Regions from separate parts of the Mus musculus genome. Here region 2 is linked to region 1. A link is a contact called in public promoter capture Hi-C data. All regions are on one chromosome and are shown on one strand. The core of a region is the stretch at or near the end of the contact, and the rest is flanking DNA. Distances in the headings are between cores, read along the strand shown. Region 1 holds the start of Fbxw7 (F-box and WD-40 domain protein 7). Region 2 overlaps Arfip1 (ADP-ribosylation factor interacting protein 1).

Region 1 (6,196 bases), core at 644-3,143:
TATATGACTTTATCAGGGTAGCAAAGTAAGGTTAGCAGATCCAAAAACACGTTTTATTCTAAATCTAAAGTTAAATTTACCATTCAATATTTTCATACTAATTCCCACTTAAGCAAAATTTAAAGTGTCTCATGAAATCATATGAAGAACAAAGTATCTAACAAAAAAAAAAAAAAAAAAAAAAGGCTAGGAGATCCAAAAAGAGGGCAAAGTTATCCAAAGAAATGAGGGTTGGGGGAGGGAGCTACTCAAAAAAGCTGTGACGTGGCTGGCAGTCAGGGCACATACCTTTTAATCCCAGTCAGCACTCAGGAGGCAGAGGCAGGTGCATATCTGTGAACACTAGGCCAGCCTGATATACAGAGATAGTTCCAGGACAGCCAAGGTAACATAGAAAAACAGTCTTGAAGAAAAGAAAAGTTGGGACAGATGATAGTAGAGATTAAACAAAATCTATAAAAGCAAGGTAAGGTAAATTCACAGTGTTTTAGCATTCCTCAAACAAACTGTATCCTGAAAGATTGAGAAGGCTGGTCAAAGAGAAATACATTGCTATATAATGCAGAATGATAAACTTGGAGGTTCATTATTTAAAAAGAGGAGGGGAGAACAGGTCCCAAACATGAAATGTGAAAAACTTTCAAACAAATTTAATCATGACCCTCAATGGAGAAATTAAGATGGATGGATGGGTAGATAAATTGATACTCCCAAGTTTCTAGTCATTTCTACAGAGCATCTTTATTCTGCCCACATTTAGCTGTCTGGATAGACCAGAATTCCAGTCTTAAACTACTACCTATGTTCCTTGCTACATGAAATCCTACAGTACGTTAAGCCTTAGGATGGTCAGCTTAACCTACATATGTGAGCATTACTTTTCTATACCTCTAATTTAACACTCAGAGTGCTAAATGTTTTCCTAAAAGAGTATAAAGTCTCAAGGTCGACAAGTAGAGCCAAATAAAAACAGCTGCATGCATGCCCTTCCAGTCCCTAGTAGAAACCTAGTAAAAATGTGCTACCACTTAAAACATATTACTCCCTCTCTCCCTCAACACAGAGAGAGAGAGAGAGAGAGAGAGAGAGAGAGAGAGAGCGCTGCAGCAACTTTTACGAAATGGTAATTTATTAAGTGCTCTCCCTGAAATAAGTTTCAGTGGGTTGTGCATCTTAGGAACTCGGATTTTCCTGAGCCAACTGAAACATGCAAGCACCCTACACATCGGACTCTGTAGACCTGGGAAATAAAGCGTTGGGGGCACCAAACTCCCCTATGCACTAAAATGAAATCTGGTCTTCCCATCCAAGGCAACTTCAAAAACAATAGTTAGGAAAGGAAAAAAAAAAATTAAGGGTTGATTCAAGTGATTCCCACGTGGGAATCCATGGGAGTTTCCCTGAAACAAAAACCACTGCCAGAATAAGGTTGCCAGGAAAAGGCATGGGACAGAGCTGGCCATAGGCTTTCTCAGTTTAGTGTCCAAAAAGGTGCAAGTGTCCACTCTGGAGACACAGCTGCTCTAAGAAAAAACTCCGAGTACTTGCATTACTCCTGCAAACTGACACTTTCTCCTATTGGTAGAAAGGAAAGGTTTCCACTGCCAACCCTCCCGAGGAACAGCCGAACTCCAGCATCAAAGCACCCACCCGCTCCCACTTGTCACCTTATAATGTCCCCCTCCCCCGGGTCCACTCACGCTTCAGAGTCGAGCGGTGGCGCTGACAATGTGGCTGGCTCCCTTCCTCCTTCGGGCTGAGGCGGGCAGCTGCGGAAGGCTGGCTAGGCGCGGAACTGAGGAAGAAGCGGTGCTAGCGTCGCTCCACCAAGCAGCTACCCGGGTCTCTTCCGCGCTGCTGGGATAGAGGCGGCGGTGGCGGCCCCGCTCGCTCACCGCTTTTTCTCTTCCTGGGTCCCTGCAGACTGTGGTGGCTTCAGCCCGTCCTGGGCCACTTGTCCCGGGACAGTCACGATCAGAAAGCTCGAAGATTTTGTTTGGGTAAAGTTTCCTCTGGGCGGAGGCTGCAGCCGGCCCCCCAGGTTCCCCCCCGGCCCCACCGCCCTGGGGGGCTGGGGCGGGGAGGGGGCGCCGAGAACTCCTGGAGTCCCGCCGAGGAGCCGGGGTGCGGCGGCAGGCCCAAAGAGAAGCCCCCCCAGAGGGGGTGGAGGGGAGGGGAGGGGAAGGAGAGGACAGCGGCGCCGGGGCCGCTCACCACGCCGCCGCGGCCGTTTCACATCGGGGTCCCCGCCCCCCCGGCCCGGAGGTGGCTCCTGGGCTGGGGGCCGGGGTTCATACACTCCGCTATGGGATGCTACGGCCCCGGGCGGCTGGTGTGGACAGCGGCAAGGCTGGGGACCCGGCGGGCTCGGATCGGCGCCGCCCCCGCTCCCGGCTCCCGCATGTGTCGCGGCGGCCGGGACCCCCTCCCTACACCTCGGGGGGTCCTTCGTCCCACAGTCCGGGACGAGGCAGAAAGCCCAGCCCCTCGCGGGCGTCCTCTCCCGGCTGAGCAGCTACGAGTCCCGACCCGCGGCAGCCGCCTCCCTGCCCCCCGGCCGCGGGCTCCGGCTCGGGCTCGGGCTCGGGCTCCGGCTCCGGCTCCGGCTGGGGCTCCGGCTTCGGCGTGTGCAGCAGCCGCTGCCGGCCGGGAATGTAAGGGGGGGAGCCGACGGCGGCCGCGGCTCCCGATGGCCCGGGCTGCGGCAAAGGTCTTGGCGGCGGCCAGTGCACGGATGCCGGGTCTCTCGGATGCTCGCTCACTCACTCGCTCTCACGCTCTCCCCGGCGGCGGCGGCAGCGCCCGAAGCTCAGCTTCTGTCTCTCTCTCGCTCTGTGCGGGGCTCTCGCCTCACTCCACAGAGGGGCGGGAGGAGAGTGGCGCCCAGCGATGACGTAAGTCGCCTAGCAACCGCTCTCCTCCCCCTCCCTTCCCCTTCCTCTCTGCGCCTTCCTCTCCGGGCCTCTTCTCCCCATCTCCAGCCACCCCGCCCTGGGAGGCTGCGGCGCGTTCTGATGACGCACCAAGGGAAGAGGAAGTCGCGATCTGCGAGCGGGTGGGTGCGCCTCGGGCCGCGGGACTGCTGCTGCTGCTGCTGCTGCTGCTGCTACCGCCGCCGCTGCCGCCGCCGCCTCTACGGCCGCGTCAGAACTGAAGAGAGGAAGGGGAGGAGCCCAGGCGAGCCTAAGCTACCGCCTGATCTTACCCCTGACCCTAGGGCGGCGCGGAGAGGGAGCTCTGTCGCCGTTCCCTCCGGGGCAGGTGCGGACTGCTCCTCTGGGAATGAGGAGGCCCGGGATCGGGCTAGGGCGCGCAACACCCGAAGGTGAGGCTTTTGGCCCGGAGCAGATCCTGGAACCGAGAGACGGCTGGAAAAGTTAACCTACAGCCAGTGGCTGCACCTGCTCCCGGGAGCGAACGTCCCACCCTTCCCTTGGCGTGGGGTGAAACCTTGCGCCGCATTGTGTGTAGTAGTGCACTACGAAGGTTTGATGAGTGAATGAATGAATTAATGCCTCTAGCACAGCAATAGCGGGACTCAGAGGTGATAGTGGAAGCGCACGCGTTTTGTAAGTTGAAGCGTAGAAACAAGTTGTACTACATCTCCCTCCTCACCCCCACCCGCCCCCTGCCACGAAAGAAAAAGGATGCCGTTTCTTCAGAGTCGCAACTTCAGAGTTTTGTGGGAAAGGAGGCGAATTGGCAGGACTGGGGAACAGGGCTGAAAGAGAATCAACATCTAGGATATTATTTAGGGGATTTCTATGTTTTCAAGGGGCGAATGTAGTCGAGCCCCCTTTTAAAAGTAATTCTTGCTTGTTTGGATTTTTTGGAGCTTTTTAGATTTTGTCAACAGAGTGCCCCTTAACCATCTTCAAAAGAGTTTGGCGCCTCTCAGGTCTTTCTTCAAAGCGCTCTCGCGCGCTCTCTCTCTCTCTCTCTCTCTCTCTCTCTCTCTCTCTCGTGTGTGTGTGTGTGTGTGTGTGTGTGTGTGTGTGTGTGTGTTGTGGGGAGTATGTTATTAATAAATCTATTGGGCCGTTTGTCCTACAGATTCTGGGCTAGGAAATGTTTAAGGAAAAACTCATGAAATGTAAGCTGTGGTTCTCTAATAAAAGAATTTTCGAGATAAAAGAACTACAGCGCTCAGAAATCTGTTACGAACTTACTTGCCCTCCTTAGTGGTGTGACAGTGAGATTAAAGCAGCAGCAAAGATGAAGGGAAACAGTTGTGTGGCTGGACCCCGTCCCTCTGGAAGCTACAGCGATGGCTATCATAAGTGCTTCGGGTCTCTCCACCCTTCTTGGGAGATTGGACCAAACATGCTCTGTCCGCATTTAAGAAGCAAGCCCAGGTTTATGCCACGGCTGCTACCACTTCGTGCAAAGTAGATCAAGAAAATGCCTATGTTGATAAATCAAGGGTTCATTTTTGTTCAAAGGCTACAAAAACAAGAGTGAGTGAAGGGAAGAGGAGGATGCCACAAAAGCAAGGAGAGACAAGTTGCACCAGGTCCTTCTGAAATCCCAGGAGTCATATAACTTGCCCTAAGTACCCTGGGTTTGACTGTCTACAGACAAGATCCATTCACAGGCTGTATTCAATAAGATTCACAGGGAATCAGATCAATTAATAAACAGTAGGCCAGCATGGCTCCAACCTAATCCTTTTGTTGAACTCTCTTCCTTACAGTAGGAAGTAAAGAAATAAAATACAGGTGTATAGGGGTTTGGGAAGCTGAGCACCTCAGAGTCAGAGCTGTGCAGCCAAGGATGCTTTCGGAGGAGTGCACCATGCAGAGTGTCAGATCATCGCTGAGGGTCAGAGTGGCACTCACAAGAGCCCTGAGCAGCCTGCTCAGGAATTAAACTTACTGAGTAAGGTCATTCACGTCCCTGTCCTGCCTGGTAACAGGAGCAAGCAGCTGTTCTACAACTGGCTGCTGGAGAGGACAAAATTCCTACCTCTCCAGTTTGTTCTATATCCTTTCAGATCCTTGTGTTGTCTGTGAATCTAGAGGAGAGATATATCCGTTTAATCATATTTCTGAAAAGTAAGTCAGAAAAACTTATTTCAGGTAACCCAGTTCTTCTCCTGACTCACCAGTTTATCACCAAGATCTGTATACTGTGTTAAAGTGGGACAAAGGGATCTCTGTGTAAGGTTTATAACTTTTCCCTTGAAAGGGAGCTTGACGGACAGTGTTGGTGCATGCCTTTAATCCCAGCACTCGGAAGGCAGAGGCAGGCGGATTTCTGAGTTCGAGGCCAGCCTGGTCTACAGAGTGAGTTCCAGGACAACCAGAGCTACACAGAGAAACCCTGTGTCAAAAAAAAAAAAAAAAGGAAAAAGAAAGGGAGCTTGTTTGAGAAACTACTCAATGTTTTATTATCCCACATCACTGGTTTCTACTGTCAAACTATATAACAGATTAACAGGCAAAATTTCTAAAAACACACTATAGCATATCAGTTCATTTTAAGCATTATTGTGAAATATACTTTAAACATGTAAGACAATTGTGTGGTGTAATTATCAAAGAAACTACCATGTAAGCAGTCAAACAGGCCAATAAATGGAGTTTGCTAATCCTCCAAAGCCCTGTAATGGCCTTCCTAAACAAGTCTCCCTTCTGGGAGAGTGGACATTCCCTGGCATTTGTGGTACTCGTTTCCTTGCGTCCGTCATTGTTCTGTCACAGGTGTTCCTCCCTAAGCAGTACATTGTTTAGTTTTTCCCTTTCTTGTGAATGTTCTATAGAGGGAATGATAATGTGTAATCTGTTATGCTTACCATATTTGCTCAACCTGACTGTAATCCATATGTTGTTCGGGTTCGTATAGCTGTAATTTGTTCCCTTTAATTTATGAATATTCAGTGTTCCATTGTAACAATATATAACAGTTTGTTTAGCCGTGTTGCTGATAGGAGTCTGGGTTCAGTTCTAGGCTGTTAGAAATACTGTTGAAATTTTCCTAAGACTTTAATCCATCTCATCTACATAAATTTCTGTATACTGTGTACTTGGGATTGTATGTCATAAGCTTGAATAAATCATGCTGCGTGTCGTCTAACATTCTAGGTCACATTTGCTACATGCATGCCATTGCTCCACACCTCACAACGCTTGGCAAGAACTCAGTCTTCAAATCCTGCTGAGTGTTGAGCAGAACTCACTTCAGTGTTAACTTAGGT
Region 2 (6,229 bases), core at 2,160-4,659, 250 kb after region 1:
ATTTCCAGAGTGGTTGTACAAGCTTGCAATCCCACCAACAATGGAGGAGTGTTCCTTTTTCTCCACATCCTCGCCAGCATCTGCTGTCACCTGAATTTTTGATCTTAGCCATTCTGACTGGTGTGAGGTGGAATATCAGTGTTGTTTTGATTTGCATTTCCCTGATGACTAAGGATGTTGAACATTTCTTTAGGTACTTATTGGCCATTCGAGTTTCCTCAGTTGAGACTTCTCTGTTTAGCTCTGTTCCCCAATTTTTAATAGGGTTATTTGATTTTCTGGAGTCTAACTTCTTGAGTTCTTTGTATGTATTCAAGTCTTATGTGTATTATTCATATGAATTTTGCGTTAGATTCCATAATATACTTTCTTCACTAAAAGAAGAATTTACATTTATATTCAATATGATATTACCATGTATGTCTTGTTTATGTCTTCCTTGCAATGTCTGCTTTTCTTCAGCTTACCTTCAGAGCTCCTGTAGTATATGGCATGTTAGTTTGAAAAACTCTGATATCTGTTCAGTAGCTCTCATCTCATAGATGTTTAATATTAAGCTTTGGAATCTTTAGACTCAGTGGTTCATAGAGACTATGACTACTGGGATTTTGTTTTTTTTCAATGTTGTCCGGAGTCTTTTGATTCTTATTTTGGGAGAACCAGGCAAATCTACTACATGTTGCTCTATTTTCCCTGAGTTCTAAAAAGACCCTGACTGCATTTAAATTTTGTAGGACACAGAATTCCCCTTATTAAATTCTCCCACATTAAAATTTTTATTTGACTTTCCTCTGAATATGTTACTTTCTTCAGTTTGTAGAAATCAAGTGATTTTTATTTAGTAAAAGCTAATGAATCTCAAGTCATTGTAATTGACTTATAAACTTGAAATATATGTGTATATGTGTGTGTGTGTATATATATATATATACACACACACACACACACAAAATGAATATATATATATTCATTTTGCAACTGTTAAAGAACCTAAAATTAGAACAAGGGCTTTAAATAATAAGCATTTCTAAGCAGAAGTGGAGAAGTTGCCTTGAGCTAGAAGGGAAAATTTTTTCCCCTGAGATGGGACTGGAAGGAAAAGGCCTACAGATGGAAAGTGAAAGACAGCTCAGGCACTCATTTATTTATATATATTACTGGTAATTAGTAGTTTATTAACTAATGAATACCTCTACCTGGTTATAGAGAATAAGCCTGAGATATAATGTAAGATATTTGGCCTATGATATAACTGGCCTATGAGGGCCTGAAAATTATTGGTAATTTGTAGTAGTAATTTGTTACTCTGTTTGAAAGACAGTATTAAAAAATGGCTAAATTTAGCCAGGCAATGGCATGCCTTAATTCTAGCACTCAGAAGGCAGAGGCAGGCAGATCTCTCAGATTGAGGCCAGCCTGGTCTACAGAGTGAGTTCGGGGACAGCCAGGGCTACACAGAGAAAAACTTATCAGGAAAAAACAAAAAGAAAGAAAAGAAAAAAGAGTTACCCTTCTATAAAGTTCAGAAAAGGTGTATCTTTTTTTGTGAGAGTGGGTAGGCTTTACTTCATGGCCTTGCTAATTCAGAGCACTACAGACTACCACTTGAGATATGCCTCTAGCAGAAAATGGATGGCTTAGTGTGGGGGCGGGGGGGAGGGAGAGGGAGAGACAGACAGACAGGCACTCATTAGCCTTAAACTGGTAAGGTTTGAGGCTTAAATAATCATCCTGCCTGTCATGTGTATGTATATATGTATATGTCTGCAGACACAGACACACACACAGCACAAATTACAAGTCCCTAACTTTTTTTGTTTTGCAAGATAAGTTTCTCTGTTTTGCCCTCGCTTTCCTAGAACTTGCTATGGAGACCAGGCTTGCCTTGAACTCAGCGATCTGCCTAATTCTGCCTATTGATTCCTGGTATTAAAGGCCTGCACCACTATGCCTGTCTCATTAACTTTATTATTTTTTTTTAAAGTGTGTGCATGTGTGTGCTTGTGTGTGTGTGTGTGTGTGTGTGTCTGGGTCTGAGTCTACAGAGGTCAGAGGTGCTAAGTTCCTCTGGAACAGGGTTACAGGTGGTTGTGAGCGACCTGAAATGGGTGCTGGAAACCAAACTTAGGTCCTCTACAAGAGCAGTGTGTGCTCTTAACAGCTGAGCCATCTCTCCATCCCCACGAACATGGCTTTTTAGGTCTCATGCCCACATATGTGTATTAGTCATCTAAGTTACGGATAAACATAACTTTAAAAAATAAGCATGGAATAGAATGGGACAGGTAAAATTGCATGGATTTAATATCTCTGCAATTCTCAGATATGTTGTAGCCTCTGTCTGCCTTGATCATTTATTTAGTTGTCTCATAGTTTCCTAATTGCTACTGTTTGATCTTGGAGACAGTTACTCCCTTCTCACCAGAGAGAAGATAAGAGAAATGAGGGCCTGAGCTGTCTTTCACTTTCCATCTGTAGGCCTTTTCTTTCCAGTCCGATCTCAGCGGAAGAAATTTCCCCTTCTAGCTCAAGGCAACTTCTCCACTTCTGCTTAGAAATGCTTATTATTTAAAGCCCTTGTTCTAATTTTAGGTTCTTTAACAGTTGTAAAATGAATTTCTTATATTGCTCACCCTGTTCCCCTTATTGCTAATGTCTTACATAACTGTAATTATCAAGAGCAAATAATCAACATTAGTATAACATTATTGATAAGCTACCCTTGTTGAAATTAGCCTAAATTTTTAACTACTATTTTTCAATTATAGGATCCTGTCTAGGAAGGAACCTGCACTGAATTTAGTTCCGGTTCCATACTTTTCTCCTCTTCCTTTCCCCTTTCCCCTTTCCCCTTTCCTTTCCTTTTTGAGGTAGGGTCTCAATATATAGCTCTAACTGTCCTGAAACTCACTTAGTAGATCAGGCTGGTCTCAAACTCACTGAGATGTCCCTACCTCTGCCTCCCGAATGCTGTGATTAATGGTGTGTGCCACTATGTCCAGCTTCCATAGTCTTTTCTACTCTGTAAATTTCCTTTGTTTGTCATGAAAATTATACTTTTTGACAAGTATAATCAGATAGTTTATAGACTGTGCCTTAGTGACTGTTCTATTGCTATGAAGAGACACTGTGACAAAGGCATCTATTCATCCATCTATAAATAAAAGAAAGCATTAATTGTGGCCTTGCTTCAGCTTCACAGGGAGGTCATTATCATCACGGGGGCGGGGGGCATGGCAGCACTCAGGTGGATAGGGTGCTGGAGAGGTAGCTCGGAGTTCTGTGGGGGGAGAGAACATGCTCAGGCGCACACATGCTCATGTGTGTGCATGCATACTGGGTCTGGCATGGGCCTTTGAAACCCAAACCCAGTGAAACACTTCCTCCAACAAGGCCACACCTCCCAAGTCTTCTCCAATAGTGCAGCTCCCTGATGACTAGACATTCAAATCTATGAGCCTCTGGAGGCTCTTCATAGTCACGTCACCCCAGACGGTCTCTTCATTTGTGTTTATTTTGCTTTCATGATTAGTTCAGGCCCACACATTTTTAGCAAGAATACCACGAAAACAATATATCTCATTTGTCATAGTTCCTTGGTCTCTTTGAGTTTGAATGCTGAATTTTTCCACTCTGAAGTTACTGTTTTTTTTTTTTTCTTTTAGTTGGTAAGTATATTGTGGGAAAATCTGGAAAACCAACCTTGATCCATTTTTTCTCAAAAATTGGCCTTCTAATTTTAGCATCTATCAAGTGGGTGTGGTCTGCAATGTTTGTGGTGTTAACCTGATGATCCTGTTTCCCGTTCTCTTTCTCAATCTGCGACCCCCTTTGAAGATAAAAGTCTCACTGTGTATCCCAGAAACTCAAGATGTAGCCAAAACTGGCCTCAGACTTGAGGAACTGGTGCCTCCGCCCGCCAGTTGTATCATTGGATGGATGGTGTATGAGCACAGTTGGGTGCCAGCTTGCTGTGCATTCTCAGAACCCCCAGAGGAGGCTTTCAGAGCTCTGCTCACCCACTCTCCACTTCATCCCTTTGCGACTGATTCCTACTTATTGAGCTTGAAGCTGGCCTGGAGGCCAGGACGCTTCAGCAATCCTTGCCTCCCCAACGCAACATGACCATGCCCAGCTTTTTATGTGGGTGCTGGGGTTGGACCTCAGGTTTGCACAGCAAGGCTTTAAACCCATTGTGCCATCTCACCATCTGCTTCCGTTCGTATTTTCAGTTCCGAGGGTCTTTTCCCCATTTACTTATTTATTTGCGAATGTTGTTAAGGGCTGGCTCCTGTTAGTCTGTTTCCTTAAATGCTGTTTTGTTGCTGTTACTCAATTTAAGCCAACTTTAGCAACTAGTGGCTCCTTCAGCTCACACCTGTTTTCTTTGGATGTGTTCCCATTCTTTTTGGAAATTTTCCTTATTTTTCTGACTAGATGATATTGTAGTCTCTTCTGTTTTTCTTGACTCATCCTTAGAGTGAAATGTTTGTCCCCGAATCTTTATTCTTTTCATTGGAGAATGCTGTTTAGAGACCAAGACTTAGGGCGCAAGTATACTTAGTCTTTCTAGACTCCTCAGTACAGAGAGAACCTAACGCCCGTATATGCAGACATATTAAAAGTTTGATTCCAGGTCAACCTCACAGGGTTTGTGTTAGCATTTTCCTCTCTTATAACTTCCCTGTGACAGTTTGAAATGAAGTTCCCAATATCTATATTTTCTTGTATTCCTTTTTTCCTTTTACACAGATTTTCATTTAACCTTTAGGTAGCCTCCTGCTGTGCACAGCTGAGTCTGATCTTGAAGTGCTGCCCCTCCTGCTTCTCCCACGTGTGGGGTACACATTTGCTTCGTGACCATCTGTCCACTCCATTTGATTTTCTTTTCTTCTCTGCTTGCTTAGTTATCTGTCTACTACACAGATTGACTTCTTAGTATTTCTGTTTTTCAGTTTCTACTCACCCTGTTAGTTATAGTTTTCATTAAAATTATTTTCAAGGGTATGTGAGCATTATTATGACTCTAAGAGTCAGAGTTAGTTTTAAAACTGTAGCTAGAGGTGTCAGTACCTCACCATCCTCCCAACTCCTCATGCCACCATTTTCTCACTGCCCCTGTAGAGGAACCATCTACCTTGTTTCCGAGTTATGCTTCCTGCCCAGTTTCTTATGTTCCTTCTTAGATAGAGGTAGCAAAATGAGCTTGTCAGACTTTTTTTTCAGTGAGCAGTTTCAAGGTTTCAGACATGTCCAACCTATGGCTTGTGAGCTACATGGGCCACGGGTAGCTATAAATGTGGCTCAGCACAAAACTGTAAACTTAGGACATCATGACACTTTTTTTCTAAACTTAGCTATAAGGTTCTTGAGCATGAAGCTTGTGAATGGCAACACTTCACAGTGTCAAAAGTTGAACTTGCCTGGTTTAGATGTAGTTTAGTCACTTTTGTATGTATAGACATAGATGATTTCCAGTGTTTTATGGTCGTAAAGAATGCTACAGTGTGCATTTACACATTGCTTATTTTATTACTATTTAGTCTTGTTATTACAAATGGGATTTTTTTTCTGTCATTTGGCCTACTGATTGTTGTTACATATTCAGGCTGATTTTGTTTTGAATTCCTTTTATCATCGATTTTTTTAGGGGGACATATACTGCCTATTGTTTGCAAATAGAGATAAAGTTCTTTATTATTACTCTAATTTCTCTTAACTGTTTGGAATGGTCAAGACTTCTAGTATAATGTTGAATAATAGTGGAGATGGCTGAAATTTTTGCCTTATTCTCAATCTTAGTGGAAATGCCTGTTATTTCTTTATTAAATAAGATACAACACATGCTTGTACTAAGATGCTTTCAGTTATATTTCTATTTCTTTGAGTATTTAATTTTGAATGAGTGTTTAATTTTGCCATCTATACTCCATCTCGGTATACTTGGAAAAGACTATGTTTACCCTGTTAAATTTATGAGGATGGTATATATTAATACATTTTTCTAATTGAACCAATCCTGTGCTCTTGGGCTAAATCTCACTCAGCCATTTTGTATCCTCTTCCTCCTCCTCCTCCTCCTCCCCTCCCCTCCTCCCCCTCCCCCTCCTCCTTCCCCTCCCCTCCTCTCCCTCCCCTCCCCCTCCTCCTTCCCCTCCCATCCTCTCCCTCCCCCCTCCTCCCCCTCCTCCTCCTCCTTCCCCTCCCCTTCCCCCTCCCCCTCCTTCTC

Evidence for each region. Promoter capture Hi-C pulls out the DNA fragments that hold promoters and counts their contacts.
Region 2: a contact with region 1 is called in a promoter capture Hi-C map of macrophages, with 5 read pairs. The contact joins the enhancer-like site here to the promoter of Fbxw7 in region 1. A contact is called at or near these places in 3 of 39 promoter capture datasets (embryonic stem cells, macrophages and neutrophils), 1 of 484 Hi-C or Micro-C datasets (CD4 T cells), 4 of 115 datasets of contacts at active chromatin or transcription factors (bone marrow-derived macrophages, embryonic stem cells, microglia and 1 more) and 3 of 9 other capture datasets (adipose tissue, liver and macrophages).

Annotation. Positions count from the first base shown.
Region 1 is chr3:84,811,274-84,817,469 of GRCm38.p6, reverse strand. It overlaps Fbxw7 (F-box and WD-40 domain protein 7), which reads right to left and starts at 1,893. Exons shown (of 14, transcript NM_001177773.1): 1 at 1,701-1,893. Gm35486 (predicted gene, 35486) reads left to right here and starts at 3,037. Exons shown (of 1, transcript NR_165832.1): 1 at 3,037-6,196.
Region 2 is chr3:84,566,906-84,573,134 of GRCm38.p6, reverse strand. The region is part of intron 1 of Arfip1 (ADP-ribosylation factor interacting protein 1); the gene reads left to right. Among named protein-coding and RNA genes, the nearest start is that of Gm35410, 12 kb to the left of the region's middle. Within about 2 kb of position 3,409, at least 29 of the 459 cell types and tissues checked have an H3K27ac peak or open chromatin away from gene starts, as enhancers often do. A contact at or near this core is called in bone marrow-derived macrophages, macrophages and microglia, where this site is marked.